Linked DNA regions of Sus scrofa: all the other regions are linked to region 1. Evidence: chromatin contacts called from public HiChIP or PLAC-seq data. All regions are on one chromosome and are shown on one strand. Each heading gives the region's core, a stretch centred on a gene start, on an enhancer-like site or on the middle of the called end of the contact. The rest is flanking DNA. Distances are from core to core; before and after follow the strand shown. Region 1 overlaps ARHGAP6 (rho GTPase-activating protein 6). Region 2 overlaps ARHGAP6 (rho GTPase-activating protein 6). Region 3 overlaps ARHGAP6 (rho GTPase-activating protein 6).

Evidence for each region. HiChIP or PLAC-seq counts read pairs in DNA pulled down with a chosen protein or histone mark.
Region 2: an H3K27ac HiChIP or PLAC-seq map of alveolar macrophages shows a contact between it and region 1. The contact joins two enhancer-like sites. A contact is called at or near these places in 1 of 47 Hi-C or Micro-C datasets (embryonic fibroblasts) and 1 of 2 datasets of contacts at active chromatin or transcription factors (alveolar macrophages).
Region 3: an H3K27ac HiChIP or PLAC-seq map of alveolar macrophages shows a contact between it and region 1. The contact joins two enhancer-like sites. A contact is called at or near these places in 1 of 47 Hi-C or Micro-C datasets (embryonic fibroblasts) and 1 of 2 datasets of contacts at active chromatin or transcription factors (alveolar macrophages).

Annotation. Positions count from the first base shown.
Region 1 is chrX:8,105,789-8,109,207 of Sscrofa11.1, forward strand. All of the region lies in intron 1 of ARHGAP6 (rho GTPase-activating protein 6), which reads right to left. Among named protein-coding and RNA genes, the nearest start is that of AMELX, 52 kb to the left of the region's middle. Within about 2 kb of position 1,788, at least 12 of the 83 cell types and tissues checked have an H3K27ac peak or open chromatin away from gene starts, as enhancers often do. A contact at or near this core is called in alveolar macrophages, where this site is marked.
Region 2 is chrX:7,935,431-7,938,849 of Sscrofa11.1, forward strand. The region is part of intron 9 of ARHGAP6 (rho GTPase-activating protein 6); the gene reads right to left. Among named protein-coding and RNA genes, the nearest start is that of MID1, 31 kb to the left of the region's middle. Within about 2 kb of position 1,906, at least 1 of the 83 cell types and tissues checked has an H3K27ac peak or open chromatin away from gene starts, as enhancers often do. A contact at or near this core is called in alveolar macrophages, where this site is marked.
Region 3 is chrX:8,253,705-8,257,123 of Sscrofa11.1, forward strand. The region is part of intron 1 of ARHGAP6 (rho GTPase-activating protein 6); the gene reads right to left. Among named protein-coding and RNA genes, the nearest start is that of ARHGAP6, 190 kb to the right of the region's middle. Within about 2 kb of position 1,932, at least 10 of the 83 cell types and tissues checked have an H3K27ac peak or open chromatin away from gene starts, as enhancers often do. A contact at or near this core is called in alveolar macrophages, where this site is marked.

The DNA of each region.
Region 1 (3,419 bases), core at 538-3,037:
CTCCAAGCTCTCTGAATTCTAAATATGAGTGTGTGTGTGTATATGTATATGTGTATATATATGTGTGTGTGTGTGTGTGTGTGTGTGTTATGCTGTGTGTGTGTATCATTTCTAGGAGCTTCATATCTCCATGTGGATTCTACTGGGTTTTTCGCTTTCAAACTGTCCCCAAATCAAATTTTTATCCCCACCCCCACAGCTTCGTTCCTCTCTCGATGTTTTCATGTCGGTAAATAGCATTACCCACCCAATTGCGCAGGTAACCGGGAGTCACATTGGATTCCTCCTTTTTCTTCACCACCCCCTTATCCCATATCTAATCACCTAGTCCTGTTTCTTCTACCTCTAAAATGCACTTCAAATCTATCCCTTCTTCATCTCCACTGCTACTGCCCAAGGCTAAGCCTCCTCCATCAACAGTCAACTAGCTGACTGCCATGGCCCCAAAGCCACCCCGTGTCTGTTCTTGCTCTCCAATGCCCAACTTTCTACACGGAACTCAAAATATCAATCAAGTTATCCCAAGTTACAGACTTAAGCCAATGGTTTCCTGCTGCAACGGAGTGAAGCAGATCCACCTTAGCTTAGGATCTGCTTGTCTGTCCACAGCACCTTATACCATCGCCCCCTCCTCTCACTAGACTCCTGACTCTTGTTTGGCACATGCTGTTCCTTGTGCCTGAAATGACTGTTCATGGGGCCCCAGCACTCGCGCACTTCACATAGCTGGCTCCTTATCTATCCTTCAGTCCTCGATTTAATGCCAGCTTCTTAGAGCAACCTTCTCTAACATTCTATCTAAAAGTAGGTTCTGTATTCTGAGACTGGCTATCATAGGAATCTATTTTCTACCCAGCATTTACCACAATTTGGAATTACTGATTTACTTTTGTTTATTATCTTGTTTCTGCACGGAAAGCTCCATGATAGTCTTATTCACCATATCATTCCCAGTACCTCCAGCAGAGCCCAGCACATGGTGCTCTCAATAGATAGTTGTTGCATGAATGAAATGAGAAGGAAAAAAACCAGTCAAAACAGATCAGCTCCAACAGATTTGCAGATGACCGGTCCTGTGGGTATGGGGAAGGGTTAACTATGAAGAGGCAGCATGAGGGAATTTGCAGGGTGTGGGGGAAATGACAGAACTTGTCTGGATCCCTATTGTGCTGGTAGTTACACAACTTTAAGTATTTGTTACCTCAATACTGTGTAATAACCTATACAGAAAAAAAAAAAAACATCTGAAGAGGAGTGGATATATGTCTATGTGTCACTGATTCACTCTGCGGTGCACCTGAAACTAACACAACATCGTAACTCAACTAGACTCCAATAAAATTGAATTTAAAAAAATAAATAAATAAAAATGGAACAACAAAAAAGAATTATACTCCCCAAAGATGAATTTTACTGTATGTAAATTAAATAAACGAATCAAATGATATGTTTATGAAACCCTAGTTCACCCAGAACAAATCTAGGAATCCAAACTTCACAAGATTTGGGGCTCTTCCGTGGGGTGGGTTCACTTTCCAAGTTCATGGGCAAGCACTAACTGAAACCATACTTCCCCATTTCCCATTTATCGGGTTTAAAGAGAGGAAACCGGAAACAAAATAAAGATGTGGACTATAAACAATACAAGAAAAGACACGTTGGGGAAAATGATACTTAAAATAATCACGTGATAAAATGTCAGCATTTATTTGTAACATTTGGCTCTGTTTGTACTGGCTCAGCCCAGCGGTGGAGAGGCTGTGGATTGATTTCATAATTGTGCCTCCCACATATACACCCACGGCTGACCTCTGCTTTGTGCAATTGATAATGACTAAACTTCACATATTATGCTGGCATAATCTCTCTCTTCCCTGGAGGGCTGTTACACACAGGGAATTACAGTTTCATAGCCTCAAAATATATCATGACCAACTTTCATTAGAACAAAGTTATATGGGCTGATAAATCGTTGTCTTTTGCCAAATCATTACTCATCATTGTATATTCACCCAATATAAGCCACTGACAAACCCCAGCCAATCGGGGGAAAGCAGGATGCAGAGATATTAATAGATTCTTTAGACATGAGTTGCATTCTCTAAAGTAAGCACATGGCATACAAATTTCATTTTGTGACCCTCCACCCCCACCCCCATTAGTGACTTTTTGCCATTAGGACATGTTGATGGATATACCATTTCCACATGAAATATTTGGATATCTGACTCTGATTTAGGGAAAGGGAAATGGTGAGCTAATTTCCTCTTTTATCAGGCTGAATCACTGAGCTTGCTCTGTTGCTATGCACGCAGACGTCAATGCCATAGCAACTCGTTGGTTTGCTCTTAAACATTACAGCAGAACGATGCTATTAGGTACATTTTTTTCAATTCTTAGATTTTTATTTTTTCTTAGAAGTTTAATTTTTATATGATGTTTTATAGTACAGGGTTATTTAGTTCTCCAGTTGTATCACTGCTGACTGTCATACATAAAACATCAATAGCAGTACAACAGAAGTGCTTACTTCTGGAAAATTCTCCCATAGTTTCCCTTTATTCTTCTCAATCCCTATGAAAAGTTTGTCCTTTGGACAGTGCAGACTAGATCCTCTTGAGGATTTTCTTTGTGAGGATCCTACATTTAAATGGGCCAGAAATATATGATTGGAAATTCATGAAATACAGAAATGCATGGGCTTCTCACAAACCCTTTTAAGTAAATTCAGTGAAAGCCTAATTATCCCTTGGTATGTACTAGGAAGTGTGCCAGGTTCTAGAAAGAGATAATGAATGCTTCACTATCAAGGGATTCAGAAAACATCTAAGAGGCGGAGATAAGCGCACACTCTAGTTTCTATGAGCTCTCGCAGGAGAAACTAAGGGACGTGTACTCGGCTATTTTAGAGTTTAGGGTTTTTACCTACAAAACATGCTATAATATTTAACTTAAGGCTGGTTTTGGAAAATCACAAACCACATCATCTAAATCACTGCTGTCTTTAAAGTTTCCTTGACAGATAGATTGGAAGAATAATTGGCTTGTTCACAAAACATTTGAAATAGGTTTCAGGTTCCACACTTAACCATAAGATTATTTAGTTGCCTGTGCCGATACTCCACTTAGTTAAGGAATTACGATTTATTAATTTATAGGAGTTCCCACTATGGCACAGTGGGTTAAGAATCTGACTGCAGCGAGCGGCTCAGGTCACTACGGAGGTGTGGGTTCCGGGAACTTCCATGTGCCACAGATGCGGCCATAAAATACAAATTTAAAAAAAAAGATTTGTTAATTTATAGAGAGGCAATACATCTCACTGAAATTTTATTTCATTTTAGTGATTTTTATTTTTTCCATTATAGTTGGTATACAGTGTTCTGTCAATTTCTACTGTACAGCCAAGTGACCCAGTC
Region 2 (3,419 bases), core at 656-3,155, 170 kb before region 1:
TGATTCTTCTCCACCTTACAATTGAAAGTCCTACCTGCATATCCATGACTCTTCACCTACTTGCTCACTCATGCAGTCCATTTTCCGTTCTTCCAGAACACAAACTAGGGCGATGCTTTCTACCCAACGGATGCTGAGCAAATGTTGGAATGGCTACTAATAAGGAATAATAAGAAAGAACCCAGGATTATTGGGCGTTACGGTATACACTGGTTATGGTGCCTTTGTCTAGATGCTTCTCTCTACTTGTAAGCAGTACCCATGTCAGGTTCTAGCAAAATTCCTGGCTACTCATTTCTGGAGTTGGAAAAGAAATTTCCTTTCCCAACTGAGGATCTCTATTGCTTTCTAACGAGTTCTTAAACTGCTGTTCCCATCAATATAAAAAACTCTAAGAACGAAAAGTATGATTCAATAAACAACAGGTTTTTTTTTTTTTTCATTTTTTTCTTCTGGGATTTTGTAGAGAGCGAAATGGAAACTAAGGAATAAGGTTGGGAAAAACACATTATTTAAAAAAAAAAAATCAACCAATTCTGGACACTTAAATGAAGAAACGAAACCCATCCCAAAGTCCTTCTTCACTGGCAACTTACTGTTTCAAGTCAAAATCTCTACTGGGTTTTAGTCGACTATTCAGTAACCTTAGATGTATTCTAAGGGTACCATTTATGGCTGTGTTTATCTGGAGACGCAACTCCTTCGATTTTCATGTGTTCCTTCAAATCATAATGCTATTTCAAAAATCCAAAGAACTTTGGACTCTCCTGCTCCAGAGAAAAAAATGTAAACCCTGTACACAAGAAGGAATAAAACTGTCACAATTAAAATCCACCCTATCAAATTAAAAATGAAACCCTGAATGATTGCCTAGGGTATAACTGCTAGGATGCAATTTCTTCCATAAACCAAAGAGAAGGAAAAACGCTTTTCTCCATTTATTAAGTCACTTCTGGTCACCACTGAGGGCACGTCGAAGAGCCCTTCCCAGGACCCAGCCCTGCTGGACTCGCCACGAGGGGTTTCACACCGAGCCACCACTTGGCACTGAACCGAGAAGGATGCTTTGCCTTTAAAACTCTGATACTCCCCAGCGGAGGTAAATGTCACTGAGAGTCACGAGGACATTTTTTTCGGCTAACAAACACCTTGAAAGAAATCACTTTGGCTGTTTATGAGAGCAGAAGCTCAAACACGGGCAGGGCTGGCTTAGAACCTTTGCGAAGCTCTGCGGTGGAGGCTGGATGAATAGCAGGTAAGGAGGTCAGGGTGCATTGAAAGGGTCGGAATGCATGAAGCTCAAGAGAATTTTCTCACATGCCTAACAGGTGCCAGGCAGCCTTTCTGGGCAGCTGGGCCACGTGACTGAACAAGTGTGGTCGAAGAGCCCAGGACTCTGCCGGGAAGCCCTGAGGGCGGATGATGACCCGAGGGAGATGGAGAGCAGCGAGCAGCCTTTGTGACATGGGAATGGGTCGAAGGACGGGAGAGAGCTCGGGTATCATATGCTTCTGCTCCCCTCCACCTGCATGTGTCACCAAGTGCACATGCATTCTGTCGCTGCAGACGGGGACAAGGCGAGCAGGCTCCGGTAGGAACACATATATTTGGACATCGAATGGGTCGGGGTTATGATCCGTCCAGAGAGGTGAAAGCTGTCCCCTCCTCCATTTCAAACTGCCTAAAATAGTCTTTTTCCTCCTCCCACCTGGCCAAATGGTTTTTTTCCTATCTGTGACATCACATTAAAGCATCTCGTCTTTTGTGTGGGGAGGCATCGTGCTGGCGAAACAATTCTCTTAGTTTTTGCATCACTTGCACGCGCTGTCTTGGCTGACTCCTCATGAAATGGTGGTGAAATTTAGAAGAAGCCAATGATGTGACCCCTGGCACATAAACAGTGGTTATTTAAAACACAGTGGTTACAGAAAAGAGGGAAACGGAAATCATATATAATTATCTGGATGTGTCAGTACGGGGTGGCTTCTTGTTTGATGACCTGGGGTACCGCTGGAGTCCTTCGGACTTGGCATGCAAAAGAAGCCTTAGGAAAGATGCGATTTGTGCCGGGAAAGAAGAGAACAGAGAGCAAAGCTTGGCTTCTGGGCTTGGAATCCTCATCCCAGCCTCTGACCCTTGCTCCCAGTAGTTCTCATTCGAAATTTCCCATGTGCACTAAGCTGGGCCCCAGCTCAGGCTGACCAACCAGCAGGGTGGGAACGCGCTGGTGTTCCCACGTCTCCAGGGTGCTCGGCACTTTTCTTCAGCCCACAAGGGCCGTGCCTTCTCTTCTTTTCCTCTCTCCAAAAAAGAAGCCCTAGAAGTGTCAGCCCTGGGACTCAGCTGACGCTTTTCTCCAGCCTGCTCTGAAGCTCTTATTCATTCCAAGAGCCACGATGAATTTTCTCTGGAATTCCCAACATCAGGGACGGAAGCCACAATTTTCGGAACAATTAATGTGTTCCTGATTTAGTCCGTGAATGCTTTCTGCCTTACACCACCAGTGACCCTTTCTAGATAGGCACGATTCTTCTCTTTTATTTCCAGGGTTCCCAGAGAGAGTATTGTTTTATGTCTTCTCATATGCAAATAGTTGTTGAGAGCAGAAACGGAGGCTTATGATTTAAAGGTTAGGGAATCTTCGGAGTATGGGCAGTGAAGCAACAACAAACGACAAAGATGCATTTTTTTTTTCTTTAGCCATGCATTATTGCAGTATTTTTTAAACAGATAATTACTCCATACTCGTTTTCTGCCAAGTATCTTCTAGGTGCTGTGGCTATTAGTAAATACAACAGACCCCCCCACCCCCGCCCAGCCTTCATATGGTTTGCATTCTGTTAGGTTCCAACAAGCATAATAAATACATTATATAGTGAGTTGAACGTGATAGGTGCTACGGCTGAAAGAAACAGACGTGCGAATGGCTGGGTGTCTGTATGTGTGGGAGCAGGTCACAGTGCTACACTGTGTGGTTGGGGTGGGCTTCATGTGAAGATGACACCTAAAGGTGCTTTAGTAGGGCAGGCGCCTGGTCAATTTCATGTAATAATAACGCAGTGATTTTTTTTTTTTTTTTTTTGGAGGGCCTAGTGTATGTCCGTTTCTGTCCTAAGAGCCTTATTTTATTTTCTTTTGGCCACAACTGTGGTAGGCGGAAGTTCCCAGGCCAAGGATTGACCCCGTGCCACAGCAGTGACCCAAGTCACAGCAGTGACAACACTGGATCCTTAAGCTGCCGAGCCACCAGGGAACTCCTGTCCGATGTGCCTTAAAATGTCATTTCTAATTCTCAAAATGATCCTGAAAGCTTCATTTCATTTTTTTTTTTTTCCCAAAAGAAGAACGAAGACTTAGGGGAGGTAAGTAAGTGTAGGGCCAAGATCATGGGACAAATGCGAGGCGGAGCAGAGCTCTGA
Region 3 (3,419 bases), core at 682-3,181, 150 kb after region 1:
TATAGGCAACTCGACTAAAGCTCCCATCTGAGCTCATGCAGTGAGTGTGTCTCCTCCTCCGTAGGAAGAGCTCCTCACTGCCCATCCCGCAAGGCGCAGCTCAGATCCTCCTCCTACACTGAGATGTTCTTGACTCACTCGAAAGGAATCAAAAAATTCCATTCCTGCTCTGAACTTGCAGAGCACTTCCTCTGGGCCTCCTGAATGGCAACCATCATAGTTCTCCTGTATAATGGATGTTTCCTTTGATTCCTGTCTCTTGTACTACTGTCTTTGGCCTACCTCACAACTATGTACAAAAGCAGTTGCTCAAAAATATTTTTTGCCTGAATTGCTCAAAATGATTTATGAAGGAAGCACTAAAAAGAAGCAAGCCTAAACCTTTGAAATGAACATATTTATCTTCACAAACAAACCCAGAAGAAAATGACTTTAGTAAAAGATCATAATCCCTTTGGTGTCCTTCTGTAAGTTGAGAAAGAATATGGATAAAAGGAATATTTGTGTGCCTCATTTTTTGGTAAGTTTTATAACAGATGCATCGGTCTTCAAAACCAAGGGAAACTGTAAACATACATACTTATATATGTTTCTTACAGCAAGACAGAATAAAGAGTCAGACAACCTTCCATGGGAAATAGCTAGGAATGCTAGATAACGTATTTTAAATCTAGAGCCAGGGTTTGCCCAGAAGGCACTTGTGGAACCTAGTGAACCCAAATTCTAGTCTTCCTGGCCTCATGGGTTCAGGGGATGGAATGCAAGTTGCAGGGTCTGCCGCAGGTGGCCAGGTGAATGGGATATTCCTTCCCATAGGACGGGAATTGCAACAGCATATCTCCCTGTGGCAAGGGGAACACCCCCTCTCCAGTCATGGGCAGGAAAACCTCCTACCTCAAGCCAGGGTCATCACCAGCAGAACGGGTACGCTGTGCTACACACGGAGAAGGAAATGTGAGCGAGCAGCAAGGAATCACAGACTCCAGACGAATGCAGCACCGTGGATGACCTCACCAATACAGTGATGAGCAAGAGAACCAGGCACAAAAGAACACAGACCGTCTGATTCCACTTAGAGAAAAGACAAAATGGGAAAAGCGAATCCATGGTAATGCAGATCAGAATATTAGTCACCCTTGAAGAGGGTGGGCCAGAGACATGATGAGCCACCGCCCGGCAGCAGCACTGTATTTTAAAACCTGAGGGCATGATACCCATTGCAGTGTTTGCTCGTGTGTGTGTGTGTGTGTGTTATATAGATTAATTATAAGTATATATCACTTATATTTTGAATTTGTGTGTTGATTTACATAGAATAATGTATACGTTTAGTTTTATGAACTTTTATGTATTTAGTTATATATATATTACATATATAGTTCGTTTTATAACATTATATTAAAAGTTCTCTGATATATATATTTAATTTGTGTTTCTATCCTCTCCATAGACTGCTGATATAATCTCCTAAGAGTCTCTTGCCTCACGGGTCTTGCAAACTTGTCGCAATTCCAATCCACTAAAACACAGCCCGAAACTAAACTAAAACAGCTAAATTAAAAGAGCTTAACTAAACTAAACTAAAACTAAACAGCTAAACTAAACTAAAACAGCTAAACTAAACTGAAACTAAATTAAAACAGCCTGAAACAGAGTTCCTGGGGGAAAAGGAGTGACCTCTTTCTAGCCCTGGAATTACTAAGGTCCAAGGGTGGCCGGATACAAAGCATTAGGTCTGCACGCCAGTGGCCCACAGAGCAAGTCGGTTCCCAGAAGCCCGTGGAACACCCCCTGGGCACCACAAGAGAGAGGACAGAGGGAGAGGGTGCATCTCTGTTATCCGGGGCGATTCTGCTTCCTAGAGGAGCCCGTGCCTGTGCTGTCCACACAGGAGAAAGCAGCCCCAGGTCCAGGATGCCGTCTCTGTTGTGACGAACGGGACGCTAGTGCAGGCGGAGGGAGGGCCTGACCAGGGGTGTGCAGCTGTCTGGGTGCACAGACGGCGTGGCTCGCTCAGCTAAACTAATCCCACGAGTGGACATCATGCCGTCAAATTTCAAAACGCAGTGCTGCTGCTGCTGCTGCTTGATAAATAAAGGATGGAGCTAAGCCAATGTGCAGCCGTGTGTTTCCCAGATACTTTCAAAAGCCCAGTTTACCAGGCGCTTTCATAGTTCATTTCCTCATAGATATTTTCTGTGATTTCATCAGAAATGACTGGCTGGGTTGGGTTCCCTTGTGAAAGTGCCCCATGTGGGCAAGTTAAATGAGTAAACCTGGTTAAAAAAATATATCCACCAAGAGCCTCTGGGCATAAGGTACGATTTCCAAGAGCCCAAGCATTCTTGGCTACTTATAAGTACTATTGGAAGGCGCTCAAAACAAACATCTGCCTGATCTTCAGCAAAGAAAACAGCAGCCTGTGTGAGCTAATGAGGATGTTACTTTAGAATTAGCTCTGCTCCCATGTCAAGGGGAGCGAACACCTCAAAGCCTTTTGAACTGAGATTTAGAAGATGGGCAAGCTGTGAAGTTTGTGACGTTGAGTGTGGTTCTAGAAAAACTCGCCGCCTATCAGTAGATTTGGCCTGGCCATGCAGAAGACTTTCCTTTAACCTACTAGCTATGTGGACCATGGAGGAAGCTGAAATATTGGGAGGAACAGCAAGGGCTGACTTCATGGGTGTGCATCCTGGGCAGTCCCCAGGGCTTTGCACTGCAGAGGGCTCCACGATTTGTTTCACACTCTGCTGTTGCCCTCTTGAAATTCCGAATAAGTCTTCAACAGGAGGCTCAGCATTTTTATTTTGCACTGGGCCTCCCACATTATGTGACAATCCTGGAACCAGCACTGTGCCTTTACTTCTACCCTCTTTCTAGATGTCTTTCGTTCTTGTCATTTGCATATACTATGTTCTCTATGCATACTAAATCATTTTTTTTATTTTTCAGCAGTTGTATCTCTTTGAAGGGTATGTCTCATTAGAAGGATGAAAATGAGAATCAAAGAACAGTAATGTGAAAAGATAACATCAGAGGGAACGGAAATGGGTTTGGGATACGTGGGAATTCTCCGTACAATTTTTGCAACTTTTCTATAAATTTAAACTTATTCCAGAATAAAAATGCCAGCTCATCACAAATTTACAAAGTAAAATAATGGTTTTAAAAAGAGAACTGTCAAATCATAAAAACACAGAAGCAACAAACAAGCCTTTCACACCTGAAAATTAAAAAAGAAAGAACAGGAGTTCCCGTCGTGGCGCAGTGGTTAACGAATCCGACTAGGAACCATGAGGTTGCGGGTTCGGTCCCTGCCCTTGCTCAGTGGGTTAAGGATCCGGCGTTGCCGTGAGCTGTGGTGTAGGTCGCAGACGCGGCTCGGATCCCGCGTGGCTGTGGCTCTGGCATAGGCCGGT